2 separate regions of the Mus musculus genome follow, and region 1 is linked to region 2. The links are chromatin contacts, called in public HiChIP or PLAC-seq maps. All regions are on one chromosome and are shown on one strand. Each heading gives the region's core, a stretch centred on a gene start, on an enhancer-like site or on the middle of the called end of the contact. The rest is flanking DNA. Distances are from core to core; before and after follow the strand shown. Region 1 holds the start of Eva1b (eva-1 homolog B (C. elegans)). Region 2 overlaps Stk40 (serine/threonine kinase 40).

Region 1 (5,524 bases), core at 109-2,608, 37 kb before region 2:
CGGAGCAGGGGTCCGGGGTCGCGAGCGAGGCGCGCAGGAGATGCTGATGACCAGCAGGCATAGGGTCAGCAGCAGGCCGAAGCAGACGCCAAGCACGAAGTAGAGGCCGAAGCTCTCGGGGTTAGCTAGGGAGCAGGGAGCGGAGGTCACAGGGGGCCCTGACAGGCTGGAGTCGTCCCATCTGGGAGAGATCCAGGGTCTAGCTAGGCTTGGGGCAAGGAACGGAAGGGCTGCAAGGACAGGGTGAGCAGCTAGGAGTGGAGGGCTGCCTGGGTTATGATGGACGGGCTCCGTGCCCCCAGGCCTGGCCCTCACCTCTGATGTGCGCATAGGCTGCCAGGCTGTTGCTGAGTAGCTCCATGTCCCTTCTTGGGGCATCCATGCTGCTGGGATGCAGCTCGCCTGTCAGCCTGCGAGGTCACCCAGGTCAGGTCTTCCAGAGCCCAAGGCGCTCGCTCCTCGCGTAGCTCCTCCACCCTGGGGTGGTGGTGGGGCGAGGGAGCGGTTCGCCTCACTGGATCGCAGATCTGGACTCTGCTAGTCCTTGTTCCCCCGCAGACGCCTCTCCATCCCCGGGAGCGGCGGAGAGGGCGCACACGCTCCGCCCCCTCGTGGGGTCCCCAGGCGAGGCCCAGCGCACGGAAGGGCGAGGCGGTGCCTCGGGCTCCCCTTCCACCTCCCTCCTGCACCCCTCCACCCGCGGGGCCTCGGCCGGCCCGGCTCGCTCACCCGTCAGCGTCCCGCAGCCTCGCCCCGGCAGTGGCGTCTCCCCGGTGGCCGCATACACCCAGGCCGGGCCGCCCCGTCCGCCTTACCAGGTTCGCACGGCGGTGCGGCCGGACACCGCGACGGACCAGCCGGCGGAAAGTTTCCTCCGAGGAAAGAGGAGGGACGGGGCGGGGCGGGGAGGAGAGGCGGGGAGGAAGAGCGCCTGGAGGAAGGGGAGAGGGGGCGGCCCCTGCTCCCCTACAGGAAGCCGCTGGGGAGGGCGCTCACAGGGTCCGCCCCCGCCAGTACTAACAACAACATTAGTTACTAAACATCCCTAAGGCCTGGAGCCCCTGGCGGCAGGTTACCTCCCCTCCCGCTTCCCGTAGACATCCCTTCATTTAAGCCAGCCAACCCTGGAATGTGGCTACCATTAAATCTCCAATTTGCAAATGAAGTAAACTGAGTCAAAGATCTTGAAGACCTTTGCCACACGGTCAGGATTTGAACCCACAACGCTCTTACTCTAGCGCGCAGGCTCCAAACTACTTTCCTGTGCCTGGCTCCTCCTGGGATGAGGCGGGTCCAAACCCCTTCATCCTTCCAGACCTTCCTAGACCTAGTAGAGGCAGCCGGCACCCCCGCGTCCTTATTGGTTTTCCTCGGAGAAGGGATCTCTCAGCCCCTCCTCCCAGTGCCCTGGCTGAGTGTGTCCAGCTGCTGTGGTCACCCAAGGTTAATGATTGTCGGACTCGGCGGTGAGCCAGGTCCCAGCATATTGCAGACCCCAGCGGGGGCCTCGGCGCTAGGGAACAGCCTCGCTTGCTTTGCTAGCCGGACCTGCCCAGAGTCACACGTGTGCTTCCACCTGGGCTCAAGGCTGGGACCGAAGTGCGCTGGGGGGGATCTGCAGCTGGCCTCTTCTTTCTGCTTACTCTCCTGGCCAACCCCCTTCCCCTCCCTACGCTGGAGCTGGGGTGAGGGGGAGGCCTTCTTGGCGGGAATCTTGGGAAGGAGGAGGGAAAGAATGGCCAGAGGAAATTGCAGGCATAGCTGTAGGCGCTGCCTGAAGCCTGGAGGCCATTAACCCCTTCCCTGTTCAAGCTGCAGACCCCGACTCCTCCAAGCCCGCCTGGGTTCAAGTAGGGGTCAAGAGGAGATGGAGAAAGGACCAAGCTGGCTCAGACCTGGGTATTTTTGTGTTTAGTCTGCTTTGTAAGCATGCGTTGGCCCATGCGTACTTACCTATTTGCATATAATGCTGCCTCAGCATTTTAGTGTGGCATAAGTTCCAGGACAGCCAGGGCTATACAGAGAAACCCTGTCTCGAAAACCCAAAAAAAAAAAAAAAAAAAAAAAAAAAGGAATTGCAGAGGTCAGAGGTTACAAGCCCTCAGGAGGCAGGCATCTTCAAAGGGGCTGTGAGGTGTCATGAAGGTAGTGGAATGCATTAATGTGATGGAGAACATCTTGAGTAACTCTCACAGAGACGCCCCAGGTAAGAGCTCAGTCCTGAGGAGAGGGCAGCCATGCCAGGATCTCGGGGAGCCTGTCTAAGGCAGGATCAAAGGGTAGGATGGGAGCATGAGTGGAGTTTCTGGCATGCAGAGACGGAGCTAGCATGAGAGGTTCGAGGGGAAAGTAACTGATCGGAGACCACACAGGATTTGCAGATCACTCAGGAGCTTGGATTTCATTGGAAGTGAAGTGATAACCCCTGGAGGCTTAAGTTAGAGAGTGTCAGTCCCCACGCCACACATTGGAAAGACTCCTGAAGCTGCTCAAGATAGGCTTGGCCACAGCAGGGCAAGAGTGGAAGCAGAGGGCAGGGCGTGGTGGCGCACGCCTTTGAATCCCAGAACTTGGGAGGCAGAGGCAGGCGGATTTCTGAGTTGGAGGCCAGCCTGGTCTACAAAAAAATCTCAGAAAATTCACCATGTACCATGTAGACCCAAATCCCTTCCTGTCTCCAAAAAACAAAACAAAAAAACAAAACGAACAAACAGTAGAAGCAGAGAGAACAGTGTTGCAAATATTCAGGAAAGGAGTGGTCTGGGTGGTGGTGATGGTGGTGAAGAAGGAGGAGGAGGAGTTGGTAGTCTGAAGGGAGTTGCTGTGTGGACATAGTTTTGAGTGAAGATAGTTTTCGAGGCAGGCAAGACAAGATGAGATTAGCATCCTGGAAATAGGTGGGTCACCCAGTTCCAGAGAACAGGGAGAAGGGAGTCTGTCTAAAGCCTCAGCCCCTGAACCCATACATTAAGGGGTCTCCTCTACAGCAGACCAGCAAGATGAGAGGAAAACCAGGCAGGAGCAAGGATGGGACCCTCTGGGTTCTAGCAGGCAACATTTCAACATCATCAGTGATGCCTGTGGGTGAACATGGCCAGCCCTGTCCCTCCAAGGCATGTGTGGCTTAAACACATACAGAATAACTAGTACTGGGAATGTGTTGACAAACATGGCCTGCCAGCCACTTACATATTAGTGTGTGCTGCGGTTTAGCTTGTACAACTGTATGTAGTGAGGAGACTGGACCTGACTTTGTGTGGCACATACCTGTTCTCTGTGACATCCGCATGGCTATCCTGTGGGGTTTGACATGGGCTTCCACGACGCAGTCTGCATCGCCGAGCTAACATCTCTGTGTCCACCTCTGGATCAGATGTGATCCGTCCTCGGGAAGACAGGCTGAGACAAGGGGAGTATTGAGAGTACTGGACTCTGCAGACAGGTGCGTCCTAATAGAGTGTTACCTTCTTCAGCAGGCTGCTCGTAGCTAAGCATGAGAAGTGACTCCGTGGCCCTGATGACTCAGAAGCAGAGTTCTGGAGAAGGTACCTAAAGCCTTCTTCGGCTGAGATGGCTGTCCACAGTGGCCAGCTTCCTGCACCTGCCAGACGTAGTTCTGTCCAGCCTCTTGTTTCTTGCTGGTGGCTGGACTCTCATCCACTGTCTGCATCCTGCATCCACCTGCAGATCTCTGCTTGTTCTACCAGGGCTCCTCTGCTTGCCTGGCCACTTGTCCTTTGGCTGGCCCATCTCTGTCCTCCTATGTGTGAGATCAGGAATTGGTCATCTTGGAAAGGCCCAGGGAGGAAACAGGAAAGGCAGGTCTTGGCAGGTCACAGCGGGAGGGGGGTGGGTGGGATGGGGGCGGGGGGGGGGTGTTGAGAGATCCAGACTGGAAGAGGCCTCGGGGCCCTGGCTTAGCCAGAAGGGAAAAGGGGACTCACTCAGGGCCTCCTATGGCTTGTCAAGTCTCTCAGTGTCCCCATGACCCCAGCACTAGTACACTGGCTAAGAAGGGGGTCCCGGGTAAAATTTGCTCGGGTAAGTGTAATTATAACAAATATGAACTGCCTTCTGTTCCAGGCATTCCCTGTGTAGTTTGTAATGTGGCTCCCATTTGACAGAGGAGAATGAGGCTTAGCATTTTGCCTTTAGGCTCACAGAGGTACAAGTAGTAGAGCCCGGATTTGAACTTCTGTAGAGTCAGAGTCCCATAGAGGAGTTTGTTATGAAAAAAAAAAAAAAACACTCAGCTGCCTTTCTTGGTGTGTCCCACTGTGCTTGCTATTCATGCTCTGGAAATGAAACTTAGCCAGTACCAACTTTCACATCTAAGTAAAATGTGTCATTTTGTCCTGTGATATAGAAATGGCATGTATCTGTGGTTTACTGCTAGGAAGGTGAGAGTCGTGTGTGACTGATGCTAGAACATCACAGTAAGGGTGATGTGTGTTGTGATTGGTAAAGCTCAGAACAACATGAAGTACAAATTCCATCCATGTAACACAGCAGTGAACAGTCCCAGGAAACAGCTGGGCCTGGTGGCACACCGTCCCAGCTCTTAGGAGGCAGAAGCAGGTGGATCTCTGTGAGTTTGATGACAACCTGGTCTACAAAATGAGTTCCAGGACAGCAAGGATTGTTATACAGAGAAAAAGCCTGTCTCAAAAAACAAAACAAGCTGGGCGGTGGTGGCGCATGCCTTTAATCTCAGTACTTGGGAGGCAGAGGCAGGTGGATTTCTGAGTTCGAGGCCAGCCTGGTCTACTGAGTGAGTTCCAGGACAGCCAGGGCTACACAAAGAAACCCTGTCTCAAAAACAAACAAACAAACAAAAACAGAAAACAAACAAACAAATCTCAGAAAATTCACCATTCACCATGTAGACCTAAATCCCTTCAGTTTGCCTATGAAATGGAGTTAGATTCCAGACTCTGATAAATCCTTTCTAATTTTTGTTGTGCATGATGTAGAATGTGCCTGCTTATGGGTTGTCTGGGGTTCCTGGCCCCTACTCTCTAAATGCTAACGGCAACACCCAATTGGGACAAACACCACCTGCTACTCCACAGTGGCCACAACAGAAAAGGGATCTGACCAACACCCTTTTGACATTTGAGTAGGAGAAGGACAGTCACTGATTGAACATATGGGTAGATGGTGAGCAGGAGCCAGGAAGAGTTCCAGAAGAGCAGTGGACATGGAGTGAAGGCTTTGAGGGGAGAACATAACAGGAAAAGTGTTAGGGGAGGCTGCAGCAGAGGGGAGTGGGTGAGGGTAAGCAAAGGAGAACTTAGGCCTCTGCACTTCAAGTACAGGATTGTGGTGGTTTGAATATGCTTGGCCCAGGGGTGTCCTTGTTGAAGAAAGTGTGTCACTATGGGGGTGGGCTTTGAGACCCTCCTCCTAGCTGCCTGGAACCCCCAATTAAATGTTGTCCTTTATAAGAGTTGCCTTGGAGGAAAAAAAAAGAGTTGCCTTAGTCATGGTGTCTCTTCTCGGCAAATGGGAACCCTAACTAAGA
Region 2 (5,344 bases), core at 2,710-5,209:
ATCTCTGTGAGTTTGTGGTCAGTGTGGTCTACATGATTGACTTCTGGCCTAGGTAAGTCTACACAGTGAGACCTAGTCTCAACAAACAGCAAGGTAAAAGCAAGTAAAGGCAATGAAGGCACCAGCAAGGGGCAATGAAGGACAGAGGCAGCCAGCAAAGAAGAAAGATACCCGCACTGTGTGTGTGCTTGCGCATGTGTATGCATGTATAAATATATGACAATGGTAGTGTCATCTACACTTTCTCCCTAATGTTTATTTACATTTTTTACTCATATGCATGAGTGTGAGGGCACTGGATACCCTAGAAGTGAACTTTAGGCAGTTGTGATGTGGGAGCTGGGACCCAAGCTCAGGTCCTCTGGAAGAGCAGCCAGTGCTCTTAACCACTGAGCGTCTCTCCAGCCTCAGTTACACTTCCTGGAGTGAAAAGTATATGGGTTATACAAGTGTTTAGGAGTGAACAACAACCATGATGTTTGGCATTGTATTCTCAGAGACACAGGACAAAGTCCTACCTGCTGGACTAACTCCTAAAGGTTCAGTTCACAAGTTTAAAGGGGCCGATTTGAGTATATAACTGCAGCAGGGGAACCTGAAGCCTCATTCTTGCTGGGCAGAGTCAGCTTGTCACGAACTGATTTAGTCTTATATGGCTAAGAAATGAGGGGGGGTGGGAGGAGGGGGGTGGGGTGAGGGTTCTGTAATCTTCAGGTCCACCACCTGGTGGCGCCTTTCTGCAACGCATCCTAGGCACTTCTCTGCACCAAGGGCAGAGCAGTGAGCCACTGCTCTCCTTCGGGCTGATAAAAAGGATGCAGGAACCACTCCATCAAACACAAGCCACTGCCTCTGCTAACTGGGTAACAGGCTGGACAGACACAGTCCATTGGGCGGCGGCAGCAGCAGCTATCTACTGCAGAGGTCCTGCAAGTCTCCCAGTTTTCAGGAAGAAACCCAAGCTCTCCAGTAAGGCTGCCAGACCTGCTACCTCCTCCACCTTACTGCCCTTATATGACACTAAATGTAGCCCATGAGTCATGGCAGCTGTATGTGCCATGAACAGTCTCACCTTACCCTTCTTCTCTCTGGCCTCCCTGTCGTCTCACCGTCCTCATTGAAGTGTCTTGTCACTTACAACAGATACTCGAAGCGGGGCAGTGGTGGTGCACACCTTTAATCCCAGCACTCGGGAGGCAGAGGCAGGTGGATTTCTGAATTTGAGGCCAGCCTGGTCTACAGAGTGAGTTCCAGGACAGCCAGGGATACACAGAGAAACCCTGTCTCGAAAAAAAAAAAAACCTAAAAAACAGATACTCCCAGCCATTTACCAGGGCTAGGTGGCCTTCTCTACCACCCAGAACACCAGAGCATACCTCTGCACCCTCCCACTGGGCTGTGACTATTGGTTTGTTTACCATCACCCCAGCCCAGGCTGTGGGCTCCCAGAGAGCAAGTCTGACTCTGCTAGCTGAGCCTAGCCTGTGCCTGCCAAAAAGCCAAGAGAAAATAGGCCATGCATCTACGAGGCACGGAGGCCAGTGTCAGGGCAGGGGATAGACAGCTGGGTATGGAGGCACAAGTGTTATTCTTCACGGGTGAATCGTGCCCTCTGCCAGGCTGGGACTGAAATGGACTGAGATGAGAACAGAGCCAGACAGACTAGGAAGTGTCTACTAGCTCAGGGCAACAGACACAAAAACTCTGCTGGTATTGGGCAGGTTAACCAGAAAAAAAAAAAATCCCCTGGCATACTGTGCAGTGGCACATGCCTATAATCCCAGCATCAGGAAGTAGAGTCAGGAAGGCAGTCTGAGCCCAGCCTGGGTTACATCGTGAGAGCTGCCCCACAATCCCCTACTCCTTCCCCCACCAAAGGAAAAGACACAAAAAGAAATGCCTCAGTACTAGTGAGGCTGAGACAAGAGGATCACTGTGGGTCAAAGCTAGCTGGGCTACTCTAAAAGAAACAAAGGCCCATGTCAGAAATGCATGAGGCAGGACATGGTCTACACTGGGTTGTTTAAATAGCAGAAAGACATCCCAATCATGGAACCAAACCCATTTCTGTATAGAACCCCACAATGAGGAAGGGACAGACTAACCTGTGTAAGAGATGCAAGACCTCTCAGAATCCACATGCGAGCTCTACATTCTTACATTATCTCTAAGTGACTTTTGCTTACAGCTTTTTAAAAATTTTTCTTTATTATTATTATATCTAAGTACACTGTAGCTGTCTTCAGATGCACCAGAAGAGGGAGTCAGATCTCATTATTGTTGCTTGGTTGTGAGCCACCATGTAATTGCTGGGATTTGAACTCAGGACCTTTGCAAGAGCAGTCGGTGCTCTTAACCACTGAGCCATCTCTCCAGCCCTGCTTACAGCTTTATAGTTTACAAAACAGCTGCAAATACATAATTCTAACTGATCTTCCCTGACACACATAGGAGCATGCATATTTCCTAGAAAAAATTAGTGAGACTCCTAAAGTCACTAACTCAAACGTTGAGGCAGGAATACATGTTTTCTCATGCTAAATCTGCATAAGCTTGTTGTTTCTGTAACTGTCTCCACACACCTGAGATAGCCAGCCTCCCTACAGATCTGCTCTCTATACTCAAGAAAGCAAGAGGAACTCACAGCCCAGGAACAAGGGTTTCAAACCACGGGCAGTCACCCAAATATCAGACAGGAGAGCAGGACCAACATGGGGTTGTGCAAACCAGGGTTCAGGCCTTAGCTTCCATCTTTCTCTTGCTCTGTTAACCCAGTCAATCCTTTGTGGGCCTCAGTTTCCTCATTTTGAAAAGGGGAGTGGTAACATTTCCTTCATAGGATGTCCAAAAGATCAGCTTGTTATCCTGGGGCTAGCAGAAGAAAGACAAATGCCCCTGTTGTGTGTATAGGTGACCTGGTAGATAATCTCTCCAGACACGTGAATTTTCAGCTTGTACCTGAAGGGCTAATTACTAGGATCCATTTTTAGGGCTTTTTCCTCCTCCCCCTAAATGCAGGGTCTTATTCAGAATGCAGACCATGCTGACCTTGAATGTGTGAGTCTCCTGTGCCTCTGCCTTTCAAGTGCTAGGATTACAGTGATTCAATACCATGCCCTGCCTGGGTTCTTTTTAATTTTTCTTTTTTAATTTATTTACTTATTTTATGTATATGAGTACGCTGTAACTGTTTTCAGACACACCAGAAGAGGGCATCAGATCCCATTGCAGATGGTTGTGAGCTATCATGTGGTTGCTGGTATTTGAACTCAGGACCTCTGGAAGAGCAGTCAGGGCTCTTAACCACTGAGCCATCTCTCCAGCCCCCTCTTTTTAATAACTTTCTCATTCGTCTATTTTTGTTTGTTAGAATGCTGGCGATAGAACCCAGGGCCTTAAGCATAGAGACAAGCGCCCTATCAAGAAACTATACCTGCAGAGCCAATGTCTGTTTCAGGACAGAGAAACCAGAACTTGGAGCTGGCAGCTCTCTTCTCCTGACTGGACTGAGACAGACATCAGGGCTATCCCTTTAAACCTGAATGGCATGACAGGTGTGGCTGAAAGGGGAGTGAGTCCTCCCCTGCTCTCAAAGGAACGACCGACCGACCGGAAGCCCTTGCTTTGTGCTCCGGATGGAGGCTGGGGGGCTGGGGAGATGGATTAGTAATCCTTTGACTCCAGCCAGGATTCCCTGGTGACAAAGACTCATGCCTGTGCTGTCATCTTCACTATTCCCCAACAGTGCCGCTTCTGCTCACTCTGTAAATGCAAGAGGATACACACAGCTCCAGTTTGTTAGGAAAATATACCACTGCCTCATTCTCCCCACGCTGGCTGCACTGTACTGCCTGGGGGTTACTAGTGAGGGCTACACAGAGCGAGCCTCACCCACTGAGGCGGCTCTGCTCTGGGCCTGTGGGAGAATACCTGCGGCAGCCAGAAAGGAAGTGACTCAGCCAGGGGGAAGTGGGAGGGGTGCTGGCAAAGGGCCTACACAGCTCCCCCAAAGTACATCCACTGCCATTAGGCAGCCTGTCCCCAGCAGCACTTGGTCATGCTGAGCACTGCAGCTGGACGCAGAAGGGACCTAAAAGCCCACTCTGCAGCCTGGGGATCCAGCTCTTGTCTCCTCCAGGAGGCAGGCTTTACAAATTAGCCCCATATGAGGAGATTGTGTAATCACCACTTACAGCCTTCAGGAGTTCCCCCATGGGCTCCACTAGAAGACTGAAGTGCTGGTCGGGGTAGGCTCGGAGCAGTTTTAGAAAAAAGCCAGAGCATCACCAGTCCCTGGGAGTGCTCAAGTGGGCTGGCTGCTCCTGAGGGCATTTCCCCAGCAGTCACTCTTAGAAGCCACCAGAATGGGATCTAGGGTATTGTCGACAGTCCTGTCACCAGCTGACCCCCTCCTCCCTGCCTCCGGAAGCAGCTGACGTGACAACAATAATCTGTCAGGCCGTGTGGGTGTCAGAGGAGGGGACAATCTTAATAGCTCTTTCTCGAGCTGTGCTGGCCTGGTATCTCCCATCCAGAAAAGCAGCCAAGCACACTGGCTTGGTTGACATTTGTGATGGGTCTTGGATCTGCAAGGGGCCTTGTGAAGAAGGGATATTGGCGCAAGTTACTGACAGCTCTCCCTTGTCATACCAGTCCGCTCTAGCTCACTGGCTAGAAAAGAAACTCACAGCAAGGAAGATCCTAGCATGTGACTCAGGGGCCCTTCAGCTCAAAATATCAGTTACTGCTCTGTGGGGTTGACTCAGCCCAATGACACGGCTGCCACAGGGTCCCATATGGAGTTCAAGTACTGTCACCCAAAATAGCTGAAATCAGGCAAAGAGAAAGCAACAAGAGATCAAAGAAGGGCTGGCTGTGCCTAAGAGCCACCTTTCTGTCTACTTTGTGACCTGGACACCTGTTTCTGGGCTCATAGCTTCCTCACCTGGAGATGGGGGTGGTGGTGGCACTGCCCCCAAGTATGGTGCACCCCGAGGGACTGTCCTCAGAACCAACATGCATGAGAGGAACCAGGCCAGTGTCTAGCCCAGGTTTTCAGAGTGGCACGGGAAAGCTCAAGCTGAGCACACAGACATGCAACTTTCCCTTACATTGTCTGCAACGGCTTTAAAAAGAAGCACTGCGTCATCCTACACGCAAGGCCATTTGGATCAGAGCCATACAAAGTTAAATTTCACAACTTTGGGCTTAAGATGTAGCTCAGCTGGGAGAGCACTTGCCTACCTCCCAACACCACAGAAACTGGGCATCGAGGCATATTCCTGTAATCCCGGTACTTAGAGGCTGAGGTAGGAGATTCACAAGTTCTAGGTCAACTTCATTG

The links. HiChIP or PLAC-seq counts read pairs in DNA pulled down with a chosen protein or histone mark.
Region 1: a contact with region 2 is called in an H3K27ac HiChIP or PLAC-seq map of heart atrium, with 21 read pairs. The contact joins the promoter of Eva1b here to the enhancer-like site in region 2. A contact is called at or near these places in 16 of 39 promoter capture datasets (the 3T3-L1 cell line, the C10 cell line, the HPC-7 cell line and 9 more), 2 of 15 datasets of contacts at CTCF or cohesin (CD8 T cells and the G1E-ER4 cell line), 35 of 484 Hi-C or Micro-C datasets (the AML12 cell line, the BV-2 cell line, CD4 T cells and 20 more), 21 of 115 datasets of contacts at active chromatin or transcription factors (CD8 T cells, the HPC-7 cell line, the SCID.adh cell line and 11 more) and 3 of 9 other capture datasets (adipose tissue, liver and pancreatic islet).

The regions. Positions count from the first base shown.
Region 1 is chr4:126,143,837-126,149,360 of GRCm38.p6, reverse strand. It overlaps Eva1b (eva-1 homolog B (C. elegans)), which reads right to left and starts at 1,358. Exons shown (of 3, transcript NM_172145.3): 1 at 730-1,358; 2 at 316-410; 3 at 1-125. The coding sequence starts at 382.
Region 2 is chr4:126,109,611-126,114,954 of GRCm38.p6, reverse strand. The region is part of intron 1 of Stk40 (serine/threonine kinase 40); the gene reads right to left. Among named protein-coding and RNA genes, the nearest start is that of Stk40, 8.3 kb to the right of the region's middle. Within about 2 kb of position 3,959, at least 370 of the 459 cell types and tissues checked have an H3K27ac peak or open chromatin away from gene starts, as enhancers often do. A contact at or near this core is called in the AML12 cell line, the BV-2 cell line, CD8 T cells and 25 more, where this site is marked.